2 separate regions of the Gasterosteus aculeatus genome follow, and region 1 is linked to region 2. A link is a contact called in public Hi-C data. All regions are on one chromosome and are shown on one strand. Each heading gives the region's core, a stretch centred on a gene start, on an enhancer-like site or on the middle of the called end of the contact. The rest is flanking DNA. Distances are from core to core; before and after follow the strand shown.

What was found. Hi-C and Micro-C count contacts between places; a contact is called where the count stands out from the background.
Region 1: a Hi-C map of tail fin shows a contact between it and region 2, with 2.4 times the contacts expected there. The contact joins two enhancer-like sites. A contact is called at or near these places in 5 of 6 Hi-C or Micro-C datasets (blood and trunk muscle, liver, skeletal muscle and 2 more).

The regions. Positions count from the first base shown.
Region 1 is chr4:2,553,380-2,558,977 of fGasAcu3.hap1.1, reverse strand. It overlaps rapgef2b (Rap guanine nucleotide exchange factor 2b), which reads right to left. Exons shown (of 29, transcript XR_013467536.1): 29 at 2,383-4,830. Among protein-coding and RNA genes, the nearest start is that of rapgef2b, 88 kb to the right of the region's middle. Within about 2 kb of position 1,742, at least 4 of the 9 cell types and tissues checked have open chromatin away from gene starts, as enhancers often do.
Region 2 is chr4:2,520,161-2,526,011 of fGasAcu3.hap1.1, reverse strand. It overlaps rapgef2b (Rap guanine nucleotide exchange factor 2b), which reads right to left. Exons shown (of 29, transcript XR_013467536.1): 7 at 4,039-4,216; 8 at 2,710-2,846; 9 at 2,058-2,216; 10 at 1,459-1,611; 11 at 1,208-1,372; 12 at 1,004-1,111; 13 at 691-894. Among protein-coding and RNA genes, the nearest start is that of rapgef2b, 55 kb to the right of the region's middle. Within about 2 kb of position 3,746, at least 1 of the 9 cell types and tissues checked has open chromatin away from gene starts, as enhancers often do.

The DNA of each region.
Region 1 (5,598 bases), core at 493-2,992, 35 kb before region 2:
AGAGAGTCATTACCGCGTGAGACGACGTGCAAGTCGCTTCTCAGAGGCATCAGGGCGCAGGAAGGCACAGATTTATTCATGGGACCAGTGCAGAGCTGCGAGACACACTGGGACGGCCTCTGCTGACGGATGTGCGACTGTACAACACCTCCAAAGAGAGGCGGGACGTCGCAGAAAGAGTCCTGTGGGAGATTGGCTTTGTTGCCTGCTTACAGGGAGGCGCCCTCCTCTCATCTATGTGCAGGTGCTCCTCACTATCTGCTCATCTCGTTGGGAGACGAGAGCCGCAGCAGCAGAGTCGAGGGAAAAAAGGTTCCTCTTCCACACGTAACACAGCTTATCTAAAAAAAAAAAATGGATTTATCCGTCCTTATTGCTGGTTTGTAGCATGCTTTCTTTTTGTGAGTGTATGATATCCCAAAGTATTGTTGTAGCTCAAAATAGTGGGGTTTTTTTACAGCGCTGAATGCTTTTTGGAGGTGGGATTGCGGTTATGGAAGCTAAAAAGGACAGAATCTGTGAAGAAATGAAGAAATGAGCTTTAGCCTATAGAAAATGTTTCATGTTATCACCTCATACTGAGAGCAGACACATTTCAAAGATGTAATAGAAAGGGTTTCTTACATAAAATATCTGAGAGAATCATGAAATGTAAGAATCCCGGGTAGGAACCTGCGGCAAATATAGAACCCCATCCTGACGTTACATCACAGGCTCTCTACAGGAGTGCTTGGTAATAAAACCGCACCAATTGCTTAATGAGCCGCGGGAAATGTGGAACATTATTCATAATCGGAACAACAAAATGCTGCTGTAAACTGCTCTCTTACCTCCACCGCCACTGGATTCCACGGCACCTGGACCCATTCATCTTTCTCTCCTCTTGGAGCTGAAGCGTCTGGCCTCCGCACACAGGCCGGAGAGCGCTGTGACATCTCCACTCCGCTCAGCTCCAGTGCTTCTGCCTTCATCCAATTTAGCATGAAAGGACTCCAGACGGGCCCCTAAATGTGACCCGCGGGCGCCCCGATTGGGCACGGCTCGACAACCAGCCGGCTATCTACTGAGGGCCATCGGCTGCCTGCTACCCCTCGATAAGAGCCGTTGCCCCGGGAAAGCTGTTCCATCTGGCGGCATTCAACAGCGAAGAGTGCCCCCTGGTGGCTCTTTGGGCACAGCGCAGTCACAGAGCCGAGTGAGCCGTGAACGCATCATCGCCTCCAACGGGGACTCAGATTACAGATTCGTCTCCTCTCTGATTTAATGCGGCTGTTTTTATCTCGTTGTTCCTGTTGCACATCCGTTATCTTTCTAATGCAGCCGACTGCAGGGAGATTGATTTTTTTTATTTTATTCTGCAGATGCTTTATCTCGATGAAAACAATTCTTTTGAGGCAAGATTTAAAAGAAAAAAAAGTATTTGAAGCCGTTTTTGTTGACACCTTGCGAATGAGAAATCAAGTGAATGAATGCATTAAAAAACATTTAAAAAATGGGTAGTTTGCAGATGTAGTAAAACAAACTAACATCACGCTTCCTTTCGAAGTCAGACCAGTTAGTCTCCTTATCAATAAAAAACAAATGCTACAGCGAACGGCAGCGCGCACGGAGCCGTTTGGTTATTTTTGCACAGACTTCCAAAGATACGGAACGTTGGCCCACGTTTCCAGCACCTTAACTCCCCAAAAATGACTCTTATCTCCCAGATCCTCCGCGAGGAGCTCCGCCCCCTTGTACGATTCGTGAGTGACAGCGCCGATGTGACGTCATGAGCCGTGACGCGGCAGAACGTCAGACCCGCGCAGCAGTTATGGCAACAACAATGAAGACACGTGCGGGTGTTTCAGAGGAAGCGGCTTCGCGATGCGTTTATGAAAAATAACTTTAGGACCATTTTGCACGTTACGTTTCTAACTGTAGAGACACGGTCGGTCATCGCGGGGAGGTTTGATTTGCGCGCTCTTGTGGTTTGAAATCCGGCTTGTTCTCAACAAGTAAAACATATTTATATCAAACTTATTAATGAACCCTTTTGTTTCTTTTGTTGCCATGGGTGATTTATCCAATGGTATAAATAAACATTTTTCGGCATTGTGTTTTATTCATGGTAGATCAATCTTCCTCTAAGTCATTTAAAATACAGGTTAATCTTAGCAATTACAGTAAAAACGAAAAAAAAATAAGCATCAAATGAAATGTATGATTAATATCAACAGCATGTATCCCCCAAACACCAATGACAACAGTCATTTTCCTTACAGGTGCAGTTGGATATATTGAATATTATTAAATCAAACCACAAATCAGAAAACAAACGTGTTGGGACTTGTTTCAAAGTTCTACAACAAGACAATACACAACCAGTAAATAAAAGCAAGGAGAGACTTTAATCTCTTTTTTATTAATTCTGACACACTCTGGTCAGATAGAAAAGTACGAGTTACACCTTTCAAATTGCTTCCATGACTTGTGCAAACACTAGACGGTATCTGGGGAAAAAAACTCTTCTGAAGGAGGAAAAAAACTAATAGACATCAAAATGCAGAAGAAATGAATAAGTGCATTTAAACCTATGTATTGATTCTTTATGCAGTATTTATTGATTCCCAGCTTCATATAAACTGGCTGTTGAGGCATAAACATAGTACATTTGAACAAAAATATAACCAATATTTACAATTATTGTATTAAAAATACAAAAACAACCGATACGTACTCCACCGATTGTCTTTTTAAAAGACATACAGGTCAAAGTAGTGAAAGAAGAAATGAAGAAAAGAAAGTCATCACCAGCTAAATGTACATTTCTCACTGACATCACACATCGACGGGGTAGCAGTTCTACCTACCACACTTATCTTTACGCTTGTACATATTTGTGCAACTTTTTGTTTTTCGAAACGGGACTCGGCCCGCTAATATGCACACTATCTTCAGAGTTGAATGATGCACCACTGTGTTACAAACAAATTATCAACAATCTATCCGCAGCCATTACAAAAGAATTACACTAACAAAAGGAAACCCAGGAATTCATTGGTGTTTAGTGACAGAGCGGGGGGGGGGGGGGGGGGGGGGGGCTCTGCACTCGTCTCTTTCTCAGTCTGTCGCCTCCAGGACCGATCAATGTGATCAGCGCGACGAAAGACAAGCGAACCTTCATTTGCACAACTGGATTTCTGATCGTTCCGACTGGCGGCCTCGAAAAAGAAAATCTTCAACTTCCCCACCGGAGTCTCCACAAAAAAAAAAAACACACATAAATCATCGGTCTTCGTTTGACGGCGAGATACAGAGGGACAGACGGATTCAGGCGTCAGCGATATGCAACCAGCGTCCACCGAGCTGATGTCTGTAACAGAGACGGGATTCGGAGGATGCAAACGGTCCAACGGGAAGAAAAAGCTCTGCTTCATCTTGTACGGAGTCGTAAGCTGTGAAAAAGCGTCTTGGTTGGCGCGGGGGAGCGGGTTGGGGGGGGGGGGGGGGGGTCTTGAATAAGGCATTTCACTCCACTTTTGCTCGATTCAAGACTCGATCTCTTGGAACAAAGGTGATTCGTGATGGAACAACCAGGCAAAGAAATGTACGCGGTCACGGCTTCGTAAGGCGCTTTGGACATTCACAGATTCACAAAAAAAAAAAAAAAAAAAAGGAGGATTTGCAGATGTTTTTATGTTGAAGGGGAGATACGTGTGTTATAAGACTCTGTACAAGATCACTGGTAGAAACGTAGACAGTTAAGTCACAATTTACAGGTTGGCAGCTGTTTGTCTGTGATCCTTCACCACAAAACAAAAAAGGGACGAGGCGACTTCTCGAGTCCGCTCACCCCCGACATCAGCGCTCACTTCCTCTCGGCCGCAGCGTGGCTTTAGTTACCGTGGTTACCTCGGAATCAGCAGGTGGCCAATCGCCTCTGTGCTTTTCGGTGTCGCCGACGGGCCAGTAACGAAAGAGGATTCTCCCGACGTAACAGCAAGCAACAGGGTGGAGGAAACACGGGCGACGTGGTTCACTCACACCCGGGTGTCCAAATGTCCGCTGACATCTCGGATTGTGCTGAAAGTGCTATTTCTCAGATAATGAATTGTGTGTGTTGGTTGGTTCCCCCTGCGGGGCTCCCCTCCTCACTCGGATTCGAACCAACACTTCGGAAAGTTCTCACATGCGAGACACGAGATAATACTGGATGTACGGTTCCAAACACTAGACAGACGGGTCGTTTCATTCCAGGCAGAGAAACGGGCCGACTTGGTTCCTCTCTTTCGGCCCGCCGGGTGCAATCAGTCAGAGGAAATAACACCAACAGAGAAAAAAAAGAAATGAAAATGTCGTGGGAAATTGAAAACGTGAGCGTCAAGTCAACCGTTTCTTCTTCTGTCTCCAAACGACCTGCCTTCATTTCTTCCGTCGTCTTTTTGTGTGTGTGTGTGTGTGTGTGTGTGTGTGTGTGTTGCCGGGCCGACCCCTCCGGCACCGGTTCGGTTTCTCTAGTCTTCACTCCCCAAAGTGCCGGCATTTTGTCGTCGTCTTTGACCTTCATCTCTTCTTCACAGTATTTTTTGCATGCAGGGTCCGTCAACCCCAGATGATGCTTTAAGGCAAGGGGGGGGGGGGGGGGGGGGGGCGGGGGGGGGGGGGGGGGGGGCGCCAATCGTGAGGGAGAGCCGAGTGGAGGAGGCAGGCACGTACGTAACTGATGATGAGTCCATTGGTCAGTGTCTTTAACCCTGCACACCCAAGACCAGGGGGGGGGGGGGGGGACTTCAGGCCACCGCAAGAGGACGTCCACCGCCGTCCCTCAGACTGCCGACACCTGTTCATCCTCTGTGGACAGACAAGACAGGCAGAGCTTCCATTGGAGGTGGACGTGCAAACTTCTAGAAACGTAATAAAACCCCCTAAGAGATCGTCAGTGTTGAGCGACTCACAGAGAAACAAAAACATAAAGAATCATTTCCACTGATTATTTTAAGTGTCAGGGACCAAATTTGTACTTCTTTTAAAATATTAGCAAAATCATTTGAATCCTTTTGATTCCTGTAAATGTTTAATAATTTAAATTTAAATTTAATTTAATTAAAACATTTTTTTAAAGTTTTTCTCTGTAACGTCTATCAAAGGGCAGCGGATGCAAAACAGTCTTTAGGCACATTTACATCAAACATTATTTCTAAATTCAGAAAATCCTTTTAAAAAACACTTGCACGGCTAGAAAGAGTTTCTACAATCGTACAAACACACAGAATGCATCTGCAGGCGAGTGGGTGCGTGCTGGTGCAGGAGAATGGAGGTGCATGCTCTCAGGGGGGGGGGGGGGGGGTCTAACAGCACTGTGCCTGCTGATGGTCTAACCAGTATGACTCATGCACGATGACATGTTGAGGGTTAGGGTCCCGCTCCAAATGAACAATTCCCAGATGGAAAATACCAAACGGGTGGACGTGGCTTCGACGTTGGGAGCCTTGAATTGTAATTTGAAGGGGGACCTGCTGGTGGGACGCGGTGTGATGGAATGATCGGTCTCAGTCCGAAGCGTGTGCTCCTGTTCACATGCGGGTTCATCGGAGTGGAGGGGAGGAGAGGCGGGGCTCA
Region 2 (5,851 bases), core at 2,497-4,996:
TCGACCTCGACGCCCGGGCCGCGTATTTGCTCGTTAATGTAATCTGCACAGCGACCTTTGCCGCTTCCTCTTTAGTGGAAGAGGAAGCGGCCTTGGAGCGTGACGAGGGCGGTCCTCTGCCGGTGTGAAGCCCAAATGTCTCTTTTAAACTCGGCAGTGATTCCCGAGACGTTGCTGGTGAGTTTAATGCGCTAATCTCTAGTGGCCCGAGGACAAAACGCTTTGAGATGAAATGTCCCGCGCGAACGACGGTCCTGACGGAAGTCGTTAAAAAAAGGGGGGGGGGGGGGGGGGGAAGGTGTGACGAGGTTTGAGAGAGTGAACGCGGCGAGGATGCCAGCTTCTCCGCTTCCTTCTCGGGGGGGAAACAGCTGCGGGGGATGTTTGGAGTCGAGAGGGCTTAACTGGCATCCCGACACTCTCAAGATGGCTTCAGGGATTAAGGGACTTTGCGTTAAACACGGAGGACTGCAGAGTGTGAAAACGGGTTGGAAGTCAAGTCGCGGGGAAAAAGTCAAGACGGGGGGAGGAGGAGGGGGGGCGGCTGAGCCCTGCGGCGAAGCTACTGGCAAGTTTAATTTAAGACTTTAAAAAGTCACAGCGAGTAAAGTTTCACTCTCGACAGTTGAAGAGGAAGCACAACCGTAACAATGCGTGCCGTCTGAAAGTAGAAAACGGAAGCCGCCTCACCTGGTCGCCGCGCTTAAGGCCGACCTCCGCCGCCTTGCTGCCGGGCTCCACGGCGTCGAGGAAGATGCGGAAGCCCTTCTCCTGCCCCCCGAGGAGGCTGAAGGCCAGCGGCGAGTCCCTGGACGGCTTGGTCAGCGTCACCAGCCGCGGCTTGGCTTTGGCGGCGCACGCTATGTTTAACAGTCGGAGGTGGCCGCACATTTTCTGCGGGGGAGAAAAAAAAAACCCGCGAACGGCGCGGACGCGAGGGAAGGGAAATAAGTCAATTTGAATGGATCCACGGACGAACCCCTCGGCGACCCGATCGACTTACTTCTTTTTCCAGATTGTTTTCAAACTCTTCCAGAAAGCGAGTCATGGCGGAGTCGCCCTCGAAGTCGTTGAAGTGATTGTTTACCCACAGCAAGACCACCCGCGTAACCTGGAGGAGATCACATGATCAGCAGGGGTCAGCGCACAGTTTCACGGCGGCCGTGGCGTGTTTGGGTGCAAAGACACGCAGCTCCTACACGCGTACCTTGTCCCTGAGACTGGGGTCGTGGAACCACTCCAGGAGCTTCTTGCCCACGACCATGGGGCTGGAGAGGAACGTCCTGTAGGTCAAGAGGAAGTCCTCGATGTAGGTGGGGTCCACCACCGAGTGCTCCTCCACCAGGTGCATGGTGAGACGCTCCGACGTGCCCTGCGGGTTAACATCGTTGGCGTTTGAAATGCAGTCTCTTTGGAGCCCTTGAGACTTTGAGGGGAAAACGTGGACGGACTCGTCACCTTGATGACGATGTGTCCTTTGCGGGTGCCGGTGCGGTCCAGTTCACGGTGCTCCTTCACCATGACGATCTCGCCCTCCTCCTCGACCTTCTGCATGTTCTTCTCCACCTGGTTGAGGATGCAGCAGTAGTCCTGCTGGGCTATGCACACAAACTGGACGAGACCGGATGAATGAAAGAGTTAGTTCGACTCACTAACTAACTTGGACACACTAACATGCATTTTAAACATCAACGACAATCCTGTGAATAAGAAAAAAACTATAAATATTGACCTGTTGGAGACATCAAAGTAGATTGAAAATCAAATAGACAAAAGGAAAAGCTACTAAAGTACAGATCTTACATGAAAACACAGATTTCACTCATTAAGAGCAACATTTAACTCATGAGGATGAAAGTGTATTCGGTTCTTTATTCCCATTAAACACATAATATGCAATAAATAGGATGTTGCCCTCTACGATTCTCTTTGGAAAAAGGCTATTTCTCACATTTAACTTCTGCAACTTACTGTCTGCCTGCAGTCACAGTGGGAGTTAATAGGATAGAAAGTGGACCTGCTAGCCCCGAGACCATGACACTCCCACAAGAGCCCACCTGGCAGTCGTCCACCTTCGTCTTCATCACGCCCTTCATGTATTCCTTCTCCATGGTTGGTGACACGCCAAAGCTGTTCCCCATACACAGGATCTCGGTCCGGCCCTCCGGGTACGTCACCTCCACCGAACCGTTGAGGATCACCGACCACGAGTCCAGCTGCACACGGGGCCACATTAGCAATAAAACCATAACAACTTTTACAATTACATTTAAGTTCAGCCTGGAAATATTCCCAACAGCTGGTGTCCCTTAATGAGTCAAAGTTATTTATCAGAAAGAACAAACTTCAAGGGGACCCTAACAGATGGGTTCTCTTTTCCCCACGAGAATATTAGAGCTGCAAAGCAAAGTAAAACCAGTAAAGTAAGTAATGCATGCAAAAAAGTGCCAATTGAACCATGACTTCTGGCGTTTCAGTATCGTAGAAAAACTAAACTTGTCTTCAGCGAAACCAGAGAGAACATGGGATGACTCCTCCGTTGCCTAAGGCGTCCGAGATGCAGGTTCCCCGCCATTCAGATTCAATAGAGCAGAAAAAAAGCATCAAATGGAGGGACGAGACGATGGTTCAGCTCCCCGAGACACAGGCGAGGTCTGCAGACCGGGCTGGCGTATGCATGAACGCGCATGAACGCGCACCAACACGCACCTCCTCTCCGTCGTTGAGAACGATGGTGCCGGCGCGTTCGACCACGGCGAAAACCATGACGGCGCAGAGTTCCCTCCTCACCGACATGGTCATGTTGGCAAACGCTGGCAGTTGATGCATGAACTCCAGTAATTGCTCTGCGAGAGAGACAGAGGGAGGAAGCGGAGGAGGTTGAGAGAGAGAGAGAGAATAAAAACAAGAAACTCGCACCAACTCAGCGCGAAGGAGGACGCGCGGCGCCCTCAGCACGCCGCCGTCGGCCCCGGAGGCTAACGGATCGTCAACACAGAGAAAAGCTTACAGAGGAATCATCATCCGGGTAACACAAAGCCCAATATCTATTCCGTCGGTATAAACCTTCGAGGCGAGCCGAGAATAACTGCTGACACTTCACTCGATGACCTCCGAGTGAGTTTAAGTGAGTTTATACAGTCGGTTCACACAGAAATGACCTCTGCGTCAAACAGAACCATTCAAACGGATGACACTGGCAACGGATTACTTCTTTTTTTCTAAAGAATCAGAATCACTACAACAAACTAGAATACATTCATTTCATGCTCAAGAGAAGATCCCGTTCTCTCCGGCGTCTGCTTCCTGCTGACCAACACAATGAATCAGTTACTGAATAATCCAGAGATCTCGCTTGAGACGACTTCTTCACAGCACAGCTACCGGGCACCGTTGGCGAGTACGTTTCTTTGTTTTACGCAACATTCACTAATTATTATATTTTTTTTCTGACCACGAGCTGAACTAAGCTCTTATAACAAAGAGGATATTTGTTTGGTTATTTTGGCGAATGGCTTTAATATTGGGTGTAAATACTTTTCATATACACTCCAGGGTGCAACACGTTCTGCAGCAGCCTTCACTGGAGGTCTAGAGTGGGAAAATACTCCTCTCTCTCTCCCTCCCCATCCGCCAGCTCCCCTCCCCTCCCCCCCCTGCATCAGTCTGCCGTTCTGGCTGACCTGTGCTTGGCACAGCAACAGCGCCGCGTGTGAAGCTGCGGAAGCTCTGAAAGTTTAATGTGCTTGGGAGAGGTGAGGCGAGAGGATGTGCCGGAGTGACCTAGAAAAGCCTGCCGGCAAAGGGAGGGGTCTCCCGCGTGTGGGGGGGAGGATAGTTTGCATTCACTCGCGTCGCTCGTAAGGATGTGGATCCATTGTGACCGACTCGAAGGAGAAAGGAGGGAGTTTTTTTTTTTTGTGGGACAAGGAGTACCGGCCCGGCCGGGAGCGCTGCTTTTGCTCTGCAAGCATTTCCTAAGAGAACAAACCCTCCTCCGAACCCTCGGTTCGTCCCCAACGTGTCTCCGTGTCTCACCGATGTCATCGTCGGTTCTGTCCATGGGGTCCTTCTCCAGGCAGTCGCGCACGATGTCCCGGCTCATGAGGGGGTCGGACGCTCGCTCGATGTCCTCCTCGTCGTCGTCCTCCTCCGAGTCGACGGCGGTCTCCGGCAAGCCGCTCAGGTCCATGTCGCCCGGTTCGTTTTCTGTGGCCTACGAACAGAAAACGGACGACGGGAGGAGTCGGTCACAAAGCTCGGCTAGGTGGGGGGGGCGGGGGGGCGTAATCAGGACGCACACAGACGCACCGCTGGAATCATTCGACGGTACAAACATCGGCCGCGACACATTTTCAACCAGGAGCGAAACAAAGAAGCCTCTGTAAAGATTTGACCCATTTAATGAAATGGATCAGACGGATTCCGGATCGCATGAGTAAGACAGGCGTCAACAGCACTCTGCTGTGCATAGTAACAAGGCAATTAACTCCCGACTTCCTCCTCGGCAGAGACCGCACCGCCTGCCTGGAAGCCAGATCCTGTTCTTTGAAAGCATGAGATGAAATGAGGGGGACGAGGGAAATTAAGCGAGATGAGGAGCAAGAGAGAAACGCAAAAGGACTTGTGAAGGTTCCTCTCCAGTCACACAAACCACGTCGCCTGGTTACAGCTCGGGCACCGTGAACCGCGTGGAACGGACCCAAACCACGGCGGCGTGGGGAGAAAGAAAAGGGCCTCCGGAGCTCCAGCACCACGGCGTGGAAAATAAAAAAAACCCTCCTCACCTCAACGTGACGGCCGGCCCGCCGCTTCCTGACGGAACGAGAAGAAAACGCCGCCTTCGCAAACGGCCCACAGAAGCCCAGAGCCAGACGCATCCTCGCCTCGCAGAATGTCCGCCTGCTCTGAGAGCCTCACAGCTCAGGTCTCCCACAGAAACCCGGTGTCATCCCCCCCCCCCCCCCCCTCTCAAACGCCATGTGCCAAAGGGGCCCATAAATGATTCACGCCGGTGTCTGAGTGGCGGACACGCCCTGGTGGGCGGGGTCGCCGATCTGGTTGTACTAGTGTGGCCTTCACGGATTGAGCAAGGGGCAGTTTATTGTGATTATTTACAAATCAATAGGATGTGTAAGTGGATGCACTAAAAAGCTAGTAAGTAATACACCTGAACACGTTCTATTTCACACATGGAGGCATCGGATGACGATCCGAGAGGCAGCACGCTGCATTCCGTTGTGTGTCTTTGTTTATGTGCAGCGTGACAGCTGTGCATCAAACATCCCTCAATGTGCAGTGAGCGTCACACGTCAGGCGCTGTTAATATTTCATCGGGGCTATTCTTGGATCAATGCTTTCAAAGTTCTTCTGAAAGACCAATTTCATGATTTATTCAGACACAAAACAGTGCGGCGTGTTGCCGGTGACGTGAGAGCGATGCGGAAGCCGAGGTTAAACTCCTTTCTGCTCAGAAAAACATGGAATCTAACGGCCTTGTTTCTTTGCACCATCCGGCTGCCTTGCGGCCTCAAGTGTGCAGAAGCCGTTTATTTAGAAAACAGCAGACACTTCGCCGGGGACCGAACGCCTCGACCTGCAGGGAGCAACGTGAGCCAATACAAGACAATTCAATACTTTTAGATTTCCATCGTTGCCAATCAGGCAGCCAGTGGAAAGAATAAACAGCATGGTTTCATTTTGATCAGAAGCTTTCGCCTGGTTGAATAGACCCAGAACGGAAATCTGTGAATTGCTTCTTCAGGTTTGACAGTTTGTCCAAAACCCAACAACAACAAAAATGACCCACTTGTTCTCCGTTAGTTGCGCATTCATTTTGCGAGCAATTTAA